Regions from separate parts of the Columba livia genome. Here region 1 is linked to region 2. A link is a contact called in public Hi-C data. All regions are on one chromosome and are shown on one strand. The core of a region is the stretch at or near the end of the contact, and the rest is flanking DNA. Distances in the headings are between cores, read along the strand shown.

Region 1 (6,557 bases), core at 2,093-4,592, 94 kb before region 2:
CATTTGTTTCAATATGCAGTCAGTAGAAACATTATTTCTTTACCTTCGAATTGTATTTTGGTCAATTGTTTTTATGTAGATATGGGACATTTCAGTGATGCTTGTCATTTTAGTAACAGTTTAAACTTAGTTGTTGCTATAAAAATAAGCAACTGTAACACAATCTGAGCTGCAAGGAGAAGAAATTCTGGGTATAGAATGTGCTCACAGAAATACAAGTCATGGAAAATATGTACATGGTGTGGCATGTTATCCTGAGCCACATGTCACCAATGCTGAGAGAAAGACAGTTCTATATAGAGCATGAATTAGCAACATTCAGATATTTACTTTAATACTGACTAATAATTACTACCACAAGCTTTCAGCCAGTATTCATGGGGGTTGTAATTCTTTCACATATTTATTCAAAGAAACATAATTCTGTATTTTCCAGAATTAGAAAATATGTGTAAAACCATTTAAAAATCAGTCATGTCTTTTTCCACTTGACTTTATTGTGCGCCCAGAAGCCGGTGTGCACACAGAAGCTCATACTCATCTTACTACATTTGTGGGTCATTCAAACAGGGAAAAAAACCTAAACACCGAGTCAACAAAACAGTGCTTTTCGTGAGGTCTGAGAGCTTCTGAGACGTTGGTCACGTGGAGCATAACTAAGCATTGCTAATCTCTGCTGTCCGGTAATCCCAAAGAAAGGCTTTTTGCAGAAAGCACGTTATTACTGCCATAAAATGAAAGCAGGGGGGAAAGGGGCTGTGGAGAACCTTCTGGTGTGTATATATATATATTTATATATCTCTCTATATATATATGGAATAATTTTTAAAGAATGATTCCATTTCAGTTAGTTTGCACTGGGTGTTTCAAGAGCGTTAATATACTGTGTATTAGCTACCTGCATTATATGGATCATCTCAATGTTCATGTTCTGTCCAGCTTCATTTAAAGATATTTTATTGTGGCGAGTTTGCTAGCTACTGCATAGGTGGTGTGTCATCTTTGTATCAGCTTATGTCAGTGGATTTTTCTTATGGCGCTTTTCCAGTGGTATTTTGTAGTAATAAACAGTCCCAAATCATGATAATATTTCCATTCAAGTGCCATTTGGAGTGAATACCTGGAGGTAAAGAAAAGAAGTGAATGTTTGCATTGCTTTTCTCTTGTGCCTGAAGTACGTGCTCAGCGGCTCTTGGCATTCAGTGTGCACCTTCGGTAAATGTCTCTGCCCTGAGTAACGTGAAACATCCAAACCTGACCTGCCCAAGCCCACTTTGTGTTAAATCCATTCCTGCAAGGGGGTGGGGAATGGAGAAGGTAAAGCCACTGCTTTCCATGACAGTATGAGCTTAATCTCACCACAAATCTGTTCCATTGCTCTAGTGACTGAGAATTACTTTACTTTTTCAGCCCTTTATTGTGACTAAGTAACAGCCTGGAAGGGTGAGCTCGTAGCCCCAGCTTTCTCTCTGTGAGCTCTGCCGGTTCAGAGCACCAGGATACGTTCCTTACATCCCAAGCAACAAAGATGATGGAGTGGAGCATCTCCCGTGTGAGGAAAGGCTGTGGGAGCTGGGGCTCTGGAGCTGGACAAGAGGAGACTGAAGGGGGACTCATTCATGGGGATCAATATGGAAAGGGGGAGTGTCAGGAGGATGGAGCCAGGCTCTTCTGGTGACAACCAGTGACAGGACAAGGGGCAATGGGTGCAAACTGGAACACAGGAGGTTCCACTGAAAGATGAGAAGAAACTTGTTCCCGGTGAGGGTGGCAGAGCCTGGCCCAGGCTGCCCAGGGAGGTTGTGGAGTCTCCTTCTGTGCAGACATTCCAACCCGCCTGGACACCTTCCTGTGTAACCTCATCTGGGTGTTCCTGCTCCATGGGGGGATTGCACTGGATGAGCTTTCCAGGGCCCTTCAACCCCTGACATTCTGGGATCCTGTGATCCTGAGTTCCCCAGTCCTGAGCCAGGTGGACTTGGTGCCCACCACCCTTGCTCAGCAGCAGCACTGAATGTGCAGCCAGCGAGGTCCTGGCACCGGTGCCGTGTGTTGGAAGCACTGAGGAGAGTCCTGAGCTGCGGGAGCTCCGTGTTCTTCAGGGAACAGCACATGCCAGCGAGGAAAGTGAAGGAGCCGCTCTTGTGGCTTTGCTCTTAGGAGACGTGTATAACAGTATCAACAAACTTGTAATTGCAGTCACCTTGCATTCACGGTACAGAGTCCTGCCTTTATTGCCCCGAGAATGCAGATTAAAGATTTCCTTTTCCCTTTTACTGGGTTTCGATGTACAATCTCTGGTAATAATAGAGTAGCATACTTGGCGTACAGATTAACTTCTTTCTAGAGGGGCTCTCTGGCTCCTTATCAGCCTCTGTGCTTTCTTTGGGGGATTTCCAAGCGCTGTCCTTCTGTCCACAGATTTCTGATCGCAGCTTCTGCTTCTCAGGTGGAGTTCCTGCTGAGGTGAGTCGCGGCAGCATTGAGCACAGCTGAAAGGAAAGCCCCTTGCTAAGTTTGTCTTGAAAGGGAGGTTGTGTGATATTTGCACAAAAAATAATTGTTCCATGTGCCTGTGGGTCTGACAAGAGAAAGTTTAAATATCTTGATAGTATTAGAATGAAATGTAGTTATCTAGTGACTGACAAAATTTGTAGAAAACCAAAACTGTGGGGGAGCAGAGGCGGAACCAGAGGATGCAAATATTAGGTGAGAAGCAGCGTGACCAGTGTTCCAGAGTTCTCTGAGAGAAAGACCTAAACACTGCACTAAATAAAAACTCTTTTATTATTTCTTATGTTGTTCCTGTGGATGCAAATAGTCAGTGCTGTGGTGCATCTAATAACATAGGTGACAACAGCTGCCTGCACGAGGGAGGGTTGGCAGGATCCGCTACTGACTTCAAGGGACAAAACCAGGTCAGAGTATTGACAGCAGAGAATTTCGAGTCGGGAATCCTGGCTTTGGTCTAATGATTTGACTGTGATCTAATCCTCTTTGCGCCTCGCTGTTCTCATTGCTGAGATCTTGGATATGTGTTTTACGACTTGCTATAATTTACAGGGTTGTCTAGTTCACATGCTTCCACACTGGATAAAACAGAGTATCTGAGCATTTTGAAACATTGCTATCATTCCAGAATTGCCTTTTTTTGTTCCAAAATTGAGCTCCTTCTCCAAATCTCCTAGCCAGGGCCAGGCAGAGAGTTTGCTGCAGCACTCAGACCCTTTTCTGCCTCTGTGGAGCAAAGTATCTTGTTTTATGAGAGGGGACAACGAAGCAAAACATGTAGATCTGTTTCATTTTTAGTGCTCCCACTGATCTGCAAGGTGACTGTGAAAAGCTATTCTAATTTTCCTCTGCTTTGGTTTCTACTCTTTGTACTTCGATGTATCCACCCTTTACATAGCGATAATGCTGTTTTATGTTTTGTAAGGTTTGAGATAGGTAGCTGAAAAGTAGAATTTTGAGTCTGCAAACCTTGAAGTCAGTGGAGATTTCCTTTGCCTTAAATAGGCTTTGGATCTGTTCTTAGAAGAGCAAAATGCCTACAAAGGTTCATTGTTTTGCCCACTCCATAGCAACCGACAACATAAAGTCTTTTCCCAGATGTGTTTGTTTAAAAGCTTTATAAGTTCAGTTTACAAAGTGAACTGAACTTGTAGCTGTTGTTTTAATGCCGATTTTTGTATATTGGTATTAAAATAATAAGTGAACTAGTACGCAGCCATAGGAAATTAAGAAATATATATGAGAGAAGATAAGAAATCAATTTTGCGGGGGAAGGAAGGGAGGAAGGCAGTGCAGCATCCATATGGGTTAGCGTATTTTTTTCAATGAATGAATTGGATTAATATCCCCCCAAAGCGCACTGTGAAGAGGAATAACATGTATTTTGACCCATGTATGTGTTTTATTTTACAATGCTACATGGTTGTATTTATACTCTGCAGGAAGAAAGCTACTCCCTAGTAGTTTCTTCCGTTTTTTTCTGGGTAACCCTTTGCCTTTATTCAAGCAAAATGCAAGATAAATGCCCGTTTCAGCCTTTTAGATCTTGGAAATAATGGTGTATTAAATGTGATTAAGTTGGGAATTACCCTTAAGCAGGGTCATAATTACTGTAGATTTAGATGGCATGTTATACAAATTGCTGTGTGCTCATAATTACAAATTGAGTTTGCACTCTGGGGGTTTATAAACTTTGTCTTAGCTATTAACACATTAAATAACAGTGATTTATGTAAATTACTGGATAAACCAAAATTTCAGTGTTGTGCTTAATCTAAGTTTAATTATATTCCTGTATTAGAAATAAAACACGGTTAGCTTCAGCAAGGCAGATTGAACAGTCCAAGTGCAACACTGACTAATGAGATACTGTGAAACAGGATAGTGGTAACAAAACTGGAGCTGCCTTTGTAAGTTTGTCAGCAGCACTCATGGCCACAGCGCCTGCAACCAGCAGCGGTACCGAGCGAGTGGGGCAGGGAGCTCCTCCCGGGGCTGCGCACTTATTCACCTCCGCAAGTCCATAGTTTGAAATCTTTCGTGACTTCCTCTTGCACAGAGATTTCCTGGTTCCGTATTTTTTTCATAGGTCAAGTTGATTTGTTTGTTTTTTGGTTTTTTTTTGCTGGAGCAATGATGACTTTGTGTTGTGCTCTTAGTTGCGTTCCAACGAATACTAAGACATGAAAAGTCACTTTACTGTCTCCTTACCCTGCACGGCATATTCCTGCAGTATGTTGGCGGCAGCTCTAATGCCAGCTAGCTGTCAAAATAGCGGTGGGAGAACAACAAAGCACATACATATCTCCTGTTGGTTCTACCAAAGCTTTCTGTACAAGGTGCAGATAAATGGTGTGGTATAGAAGCCCTGCTTGGCTCTGTGTTGTTAGAAGAGCTGCTGCTGCCACTGTCTTCTGAGGCCTGAAACGTCACCTCTGTGTGTAGAGCATCAGCACTGCACCTGTGCAGTCAGGACAGTGAAAGAACAGAGCTGTGTGCCACCAAAAACATTGTCCTAAAAAGTCAAGTCTAGATAGCTGTGAAAAATCAGCCCCAGTTACCTGAGTGAGCATGGACTGTGCAGTATGGATTATAGTGGCCGCTACCTGAGGGAGATGGGATTACACAGTATGGATTATGGTTCAACGAAGGTGGCTTTGGAATGCTGAAATGTAAACAAAATATCCCTCCTAAAATAATCGCATCTGGCTGCCTTGACTCGGAAACCACAATTCCCCCTGTTGGAATACATGTGAGATCTTAAATATGTAGATGACTTTGGCATTTAATTTCTACTTTATGTTTTAAAGACTTACTAAAACATGAAGTGATTTAAGAAAAACTTTGTAGCGGAATGGTCGAAACAAAATTGAGAATTTTAGATGCTTGACATTGAAGGGGGGAAGCTGTAGCAATTATCTACATTGTATTTGACATGGGATGTGTTAGCATTGCTTGGCTGTTTGCTTATCTAGTGTGTTCGGACCTGTAGAAGGAAGATTCTGTTTGAAGTGGGTTCAGATAAGCACATTCTTCAGAAAATTCTGTGACTGCTTCTGAGGTCAGAGCTTCTTGGCCACCCTTTCCAGTCCACGTCCTCCGTCACAGCCCACGGTACAACTGTCTGCGCTTGCTTTCTAAATGGAAACGGGTTTCCAAAGCAGCGGTTGACTTTTATGGGCTGCTTGTGTCTGCTCTGGATTCGTCTCTGTTTGCCTGTGGAGATGACGCTTGACACGGGAGCACATTGAGTCAGGACCAGAAAAATGTGGGATTGTTGTTATCCCAGAATTTCTGTAGGGAAGAGACTGTCTGGATAGCTGTTGAGAGGCGGCATTGCAGTGGAAATAGTCTCTGGTTATGGGCTTGCAGTGACGTTACTATCAAAACAGTTGGTGTAGGTGTGTCCTTCCTTAACATATTTGAGTTTCACTGAAAGCTGGTTAAACCCAGACTTATTGGAATCCGTGCCTAATGCTTCCTTAGGAAACTATGCAAAACACACACTCCATCCAAACGTTCAGCTGGGTTTAAGTAAAGTTTTGCTTTGATTCTTTTTATCGTCCAGAAATGTGATCAGCTCTCAGTGTGTGTATTGTAAATAAGAGGTATGTTGTATATACAGCGCAAGGGCACAGCTGGGCCTTTCATTCTGCTCTTTCTTGTACCTCGATCTCTTGTTTGAGCAGCATTTGTAGTTCCTGACTAAACTTCTGAGTTTCCTCAAACCACAGAGATCAGCCAGTGCTGCTTTTTTGTGCTGGAACATTTCCATTCCCGAAAACTATAGTGCAAATTGCTCTGTCCCTACACAAAATTGCACTAAATAGTGTGCAAATGATTATGAATGAAGCCCTTGGTGGCAGCCCCACCGCTCCAAGACTGGTTCGTTTCCTTAATTAGCTCCCCCTTCTCCAGCAGCCTGGCATGTAGATGAAGACAAGGAGTGTCTGTGGTTAGATGGTTTGCCCGGCTGACATAGACACGATGCTTTTTGTGATGAAGGGAAACTTCATTTGGAAAGCAAGTTGTTTTGACAGTTCCAT
Region 2 (6,712 bases), core at 4,023-6,522:
TTTCAAGCTCCTCACAAATTGTCTCTGTATGTGCATCAGCAGATGACAAAATTCCTCCAAAAAGGATGCGCTGGTGTCAAGTTTGTTTCTTGATACATTTGCATTTTTTGATTAAAGGCATTTTTGAAGTGGTATATTTTGTCCTCCTCTAATACCAGCCTGGCAATCTGCTTGGGAACTGTTGGGAGGCAGTTTTGGTGCCTGGGTCGTTCTCGGCTGCCTGGTCTGCAGCCGCTGTGTGGGGGTTAATTGTCTGGGGTTGGCTCATAGCCTGGAAGTGTCTCCACAATTTGTTTTATCCTGTAAGCACAGAAGTTCAGACCAGAGCAATTTTTATACCGAATCTGTTACCATTTTCACATACAGAGTGTTTTAAACAAGCTTGTTTTCCACCATTTGATGGATTATACTGTATCTGCATGCATGCTTGAACACAAACAAGTCTGTTTTCTGAGTGGGATAAAATTCAGCGCAACTCATGCTTATTAAAAAAGTTACTGTTTTCAGAATGCATTCTTCTAGCACAACCACAGCAATGTGCTACTTATTTGTGCACATATTATATCCAGTCCATACCAAGCCGCTCCCCGCTTAACAATCATATATTCTTGATGTTTCTGTACTTGAAAGGGATTTTTGCGGGGAGGGAAGAGGAAGTTAAATTGTAAAGTATCTACCTAGAATAAAATGTAGTGTTTGTTCCAGGTGGTCTTGGTCTATCAAATACCATGTATGCACGTCTGGGAGAAATCATTTCTTCAGACGGATCTATCGCGGTGACTCTGGCAGCTCATCAGGCTATTGGGCTGAAGGTAACGCTCTTCATTTATGTCAAGTAGTTCTAGACAGCTTTCAAAGAGAAGGTGAGGTGGATCAATCTGGCAGGATCAATCAATCAATCAAGATCAATCTAGCAAGTGTGTGAATTTTAAATTCATTTTCTGTTTATTGTAGCCTCAGGTATCTACCTTTTAGTGCATTCTGTGCTGGATGGAGAGTAGTAGTCTGAAGTTTGAGGTAGCAGTAAATTCATTATAATAAGAAAAAATTCTTCATGGGATTGAGCAAACAATGCTAGTTAAAAATACGTATCTGTTCCTCACCTTACTTAAAATGTCGCCATCTGTGGAGCAGGGGTAGTGAGCGGAGCTGATTTGTAAAGTGGTTTGGTGAGAAGTGTGGTGTAAGTTTGGGTCAATCCTGATTTTGTTGAGTAACTGTATCTTAGCTATATTACCATTGTTAAGTTAGCTTTGTGATGTACTTTTGTATTGAGTTTGTCCTTCACAAGAACCCTGCTGTAAAAAATCAACGAGTGTTGTGCCTGTGTAATGAAATAATTTGGAACCTAAGTAAATCTTGGGTTCTGTCCTCTGATTAGGAGCTTTGAAAATGGCTGCTTTTTGGGTTATTAAAATAAAATTATAGTACTGAAGGTACAACAAATTATGAAGTGCCTCTCAGAACAACAAGTACGTCTCCATTCAAGCGTAAATAAAGTGAAGCCTACCCTATAAGGCAATCTTAACAATAAGCCATTTCCGCTAGTCATTTGAACAACCATGTGCTGAGAACTGACGTATTTTAATGTCTGATAAATAGTGTCCATTGTTTATTAAACTGTGTCTTGTTACACCATAAAATTGCAAATTAAGCTTCCTGACCTTGGTGAAGCTTGTCAGCTTTTTTTCTTTTTACACAGGTTGATGCTGAAAAGTTTTCTATTGATTATTTAGGGGCTCCTCATCGCTGGCACTGATGAGCAGAAGGCAAAGTACCTGCCTAGACTGGCGTCTGGGGAGCACATCGCAGCTTTTTGTCTCACCGAGCCTGGAAGGTACTGCCTTTGTCATTGCAAAAGCTTCAGAAAGCACCAAAACGATTTTTTTACTGTTTTCATCGTCATTACAGCGGTTGTTTGGTTAATGTATTAAATCCTGATTATCTGGCATCACTATATAGGTCGATCTTCTTTCCTTATTGTTTTTAAAGGTACACTTCAAACTGTGTAATTAATCTTTCACCCAAGGTGCTGCTTATGGCAGTTTCTGTGAAATCACTGTTGTTCCCATCCCAGGAATTAATCTGCTTCATTTCTGGCATTACTGAATATTAATTGAAAGGATACTTTGTGCTATGGTAGAAATAATGTGCTGTGATGGCTGTTCTAGGATGCTTTCAGTTGTATTCTAAAATTATAACAGACTGTATTGAAGGAGCTACTAAAAATAATAGGAAGAAATGTTGGTCTTTCCACAGTTTAGAAAAGTCATCTTTCTAGCAGCAACTTCATTTCAAAGATACAAGTTACATTTATTACGTTTATTCATTGACTATTGCAAATTGTGTTAATGCAGAAGAGGTACAGTTTTCTTAAAAACATGGAGGCAGGTGGTTTCCTACGTGATCCTTTGTAAAGGAAAGGGATTAAAGGACCGAGACCAGTTGAAAGTTTGAGGTTGAATCTTGCTTGCCTGCACAAAACTATAGTTTAAAACGGTCTCTTCTGAATTCTTGTCTGCTGGAGTGACTTGCAGTGAGCATTTGAGTTACTTGTGGATTTTCATGTAGCTGTGACATAGATGCGTCCCAGCCATCAGTGATGCTTTTTATTCGGGAGCCCTAAGCTGGGTTTTGACTCTCAGAAAACTATCCCACTTGCAGGTAAAATTGAAACTAGCACAGATATTAACAGTGTGATCCATGGAGGATAAAAACAAGGGCTGTGTTCTGAAATCCTTCAAATGTCTTTATTTAGCTCAGTACTATTTAAAAAGATGGCTAGTCTTAGTGACTTTCAACATCAGTTTTCTTAGAGACCTTACTTCCAGTGCACAGAAGCAATCTGTTCAATCTAGTTAAGTTTCCTTGGGAGTTAAGAACTAAAGTTTATATGCTACTCTTTCATACAACTGTAAACATTTCTTTTTAAACTATGGGAAGCATGTTTATTTCCTTAAACATTAATAATCTGTTTGGCTTTTAGTGGAAGTGATGCTGCGTCCATCAAGACAAGAGCCACCCTCAGTGACGATGGGAAATACTTCGTACTGAACGGCTCCAAGGTATCCGCTCACGGGCTGGGAACACGACGGGTTTTGTTACAAGTTTATAGAAGGCGTCTCTGTCTTTTGCAGCGTTGCCATCAGTCTGTTTCTTTTGAGGTTTCCAAGCTAGTGAAGACAAATGATGTCAAAAAGAGAACCCGTGTTGTTTTAGGGCCACAGAGAATAGAAAAGCACAGACAGGTTCAGGGAACAACCTGCACTAAGCTGTTGGTAAGAAAGGTGGGAGCAGCCACTCAGAAGTTCCTTCACTGTATTGCCAGCTCACGTTCTTTAGCTTCAAGGCAGCGGTGGTTGGTTGGTTGGTTGGTTGGCCTCTGCTGTGACAGCACAGGGAAACCTAAATCCATGTTTTCCCCTCTTTCCATGCCAGATTTTGGAGGTATTTTTGAAAGAAATCTTGACAGTGAACTGGAGATAGGGCTGCTTGGAGCATTTCTGCTGCCAGAAACAAGGGCAGAATACAGTCTTGAAGAAATGTAGAGGTGCTGGATTCAGCAGTGCTTCATTTGTTGCAGACTTGATCTGTAGTTGTTGAACTATTTGTCTATGATGTGAAGCGTCCAGGCTGTGGGAAAGGCCATATGTATGTGGCCTTATTCAGAGAATTTCTCATCAGAGCTGAAATTATTGTGGGCAAATGTGCCTACAGTCTGTATTACCCTTATATCCCTCGTGTCATAAGTAGCAGGATATACAAGCTTCTGTGAAAATGCGCCATGGATTTTAATGTAACTCAGATTATATTACAACCTATTTTTATAGTTGCTCTATACATTCTGTGGTCAGCTTCTCAAAACTAGTAGCAGAACTTCAATTAGAATTTTATGGGGAGAAGCAGCAATTTTTCACCACTCTGTTCTTTGTTGGTCTATTACGAAACACTTGTGAACAGTGCTCACAAAATCAGGACAAGTATATTTATGTGTGTCTTTCCTCTCTCAAAACAGGTGTGGATATCAAACGGTGGCATTGCTGATGTTTTCACAGTGTTTGCCAGGACAGAGGTTGTTGATAAGGATGGAGAACTGAAAGACAAAATTACTGCTTTCATTGTAGAGCGGGATTTTGGTGGCGTCAGCCACGGGAAGCCTGAGGATAAGCTCGGCATTCGAGGATCAAATAGTAAGAACCACTTAAAACGGTTAATAGAAATTGTTTTACTATTTTAATGTTTTGATTTGTTTAGATCATCTGAATTCAGAGGCTAATCAATATCTATTCCGTATAGCAGTATAAGTTTAAAGTTTCTTTACTGAGCTTGTCCTACGAGTCCTTCCTAATGCAGGGTCTGAAATAAGAAATCCATATTGTGTGATTCTTTGCTGCACTGAAGCTTCCCTCACTGTTCAGTGGGAGACATTGCTCAGGACGTTCAGTAACAAGCAGCTTTAACCTACAGGGCAGTTTTCATTGGCTCTTCTTAAGCTTGCTGGAAATTACAGCTTTTCACCGTCTGTATCAGTTCCGTAAAATAGAGACAAAACTATACTTCTCTGTTTATGCAATGCACATCAATTATATTGTTAACATTTTACATTGTTGTCAACTACAGTATTTTCCCAGATCCTAACTTCTTTGGCAAAGCATACGTAATTCTATCATAAAGAGTGCATTAGGAAAACTTTACTCCTTGCTACAAGAGGAGTCATTTATGTTCCTGAGTGCCTTTTAAATATTTCTACATAATTCAACAGCTATTAATTCTGTGTTTCAGCCTGTGAAGTGCATTTTGAAAACACAAAAGTGCCTATAGAGAATGTAATTGGAGAAGTAGGAGGGGGATTTAAGGTAAGCAGTCACGAGTAACTACTGATGGTTTTTAAAAGCCTGAAGGCTTTTTTTCCTCCCTCCCCCTGTACTGACGTTTCTTTACTGGTAGTATGAACGTGGCCAAACTGGAGAGTACCAGAGGAGACTTCTCCATTGATGTTCTTTGTGTTAGTTGGTTCCATGATTTGTTTGGGGTTTTTTTATTGTTTTTCATTAAAATAATAGAACATACTGTTCTTTTCAGAAGAGGGAGCAATTTCTTCAGCAGAACTTCTGAACTGAATCAGGACAATGTCTTCTGCTGTTTTCTACAGCCAGAACTGTGGATGGTGTAGGAGGAGCAGGGAAGGAGCAGAGCAGGAGCAGGGAAGGAGCAGAGCAGGAGCAGGGAAGGAGCAGGAGGAGCACAGGAGCAGGAGCAGGGAAGGAGCAGGAGGGGAGCAGAGCAGGAGCAGGAGGGGAGCAGGAGGGGAGCAGAGCAGGAGCAGGGAAGGAGCAGGAGGAGCACAGGAGCAGGAGGGGAGCAGAGCAGGAGCAGGGAAGGAGCAGGAGGGGAGCAGGGAAGGAGCAGGAGGGGAGCAGGCCGCACAGCTGCCTCCGGCATCAGTTCCTCCCCTTGGCGTCAGGAAAGTCTGACACCAGTACAGACAGCACCGCTCTCTTTGCTGCTCTAACCGTCCTCCGAGAGTCTGACGTGCAGAATTTGCAAAACTGTTCTTAATTATCCTTCTCAGCTTTCTTACTTATTCTGTAGCAGACAAATCCAGACCTAAATGGTAAATGAAACCATTTTCTTTAATGTAGTAAACATATCAAAAGATGACTTTTGTTGGTTTCTTCTTCAGATAATTACCACAAGTGAGAATGTAGGAACAGTGACTTCTTGCTAAATTTCTTAACAGTCTTTGAAGTGAGGCATTCATATTTCTCTTGGTAAGAAACAATAATACTAGATTTCAAAATCTGTTTTTATACATTATTGATCTCTGATTTATTTCTACACCTTTCATTCTTACTCCCTTTTCTTGCGTGTTGCTGAAAGGGCTCTGAAGGAGGAAAGTTGCCATTGTAGGTCAGCTGCAGAGAGGATTTTTGTATTTGGCCGTTGTGTACACACATTAAACAATATTCTGTTTTTCTCCTTCGTCAGTTTGATGAACTTCAGCAGTGCTGTCTAGTTGCAATGTCGTTTGTCTAGTTGCAGATAAATACATTTTTATCTATCTACATTTTACCTTAATGTAGCTTGAATGAAGGATTATTTCCTGGTCACATCAGGATCTGAAAACTATCCCTAATGTGAAATTGGATGTCACGCTCACCTTGAAAGCCCAGTTTGGAACCATCACTGCTGAGTACAGTACAAGGGCAGGTGTCCCAAGGTGCAGCCCAGTGATGAGTGGAACCCAGGGAAGCACTGACGTAGGAAGCCAAACGGCAGAACCATCGTGGCCTAAGGAGATGTTTGTGACATTTGCACCTAACAATACCTTCATTTTCTTCACAGGTTGCCATGAATATCCTGAACAGTGGAAGATTTAGCATGGGCAGCGCGTCCGCTGGAATGATTAAAAGGTTGATAGGTGGGTGAATGAGGCGTGTGTGGTGCTGGATGTCACGCAAAAAACCCCGATCTGCATAAAGTATAGAATGCAGTTAATGCAAAATAGTAACGTGAGCCTTGATCATAGCGACATCGCTACATTGTCAGTCATAACATGCTTTGACTTCTTTAAAACACTAACATTTTTGTTTAAAATTTTTATTAAAAGCCTGTAAGACTGAAGTTTTTTCAGTGCATGTAGTGGGAAGTTATTGCAGCTGTTGATTTTTCCTGAGGCAAAATATTCTTATGGAGAATAACCTATATACTG

Evidence for each region. A called contact is a pair of places that touch in the nucleus more often than the background predicts.
Region 1: a Hi-C map of liver shows a contact between it and region 2, with 2.1 times the contacts expected there. The contact joins two enhancer-like sites. A contact is called at or near these places in 2 of 2 Hi-C or Micro-C datasets (crop and liver).

What each region holds. Positions count from the first base shown.
Region 1 is chr10:1,832,801-1,839,357 of bColLiv1.pat.W.v2, reverse strand. All of the region lies in intron 4 of IQSEC1 (IQ motif and Sec7 domain ArfGEF 1), which reads left to right. Among named protein-coding and RNA genes, the nearest start is that of ACAD9, 79 kb to the right of the region's middle. Within about 2 kb of position 3,342, at least 1 of the 3 cell types and tissues checked has an H3K27ac peak away from gene starts, as active enhancers do.
Region 2 is chr10:1,740,636-1,747,347 of bColLiv1.pat.W.v2, reverse strand. ACAD9 (acyl-CoA dehydrogenase family member 9) reads left to right here. Exons shown (of 18, transcript XM_065074882.1): 4 at 706-812; 5 at 1,737-1,837; 6 at 2,987-3,065; 7 at 4,016-4,190; 8 at 4,783-4,856; 9 at 6,346-6,421. Among named protein-coding and RNA genes, the nearest start is that of ACAD9, 13 kb to the left of the region's middle. Within about 2 kb of position 5,272, at least 1 of the 3 cell types and tissues checked has an H3K27ac peak away from gene starts, as active enhancers do.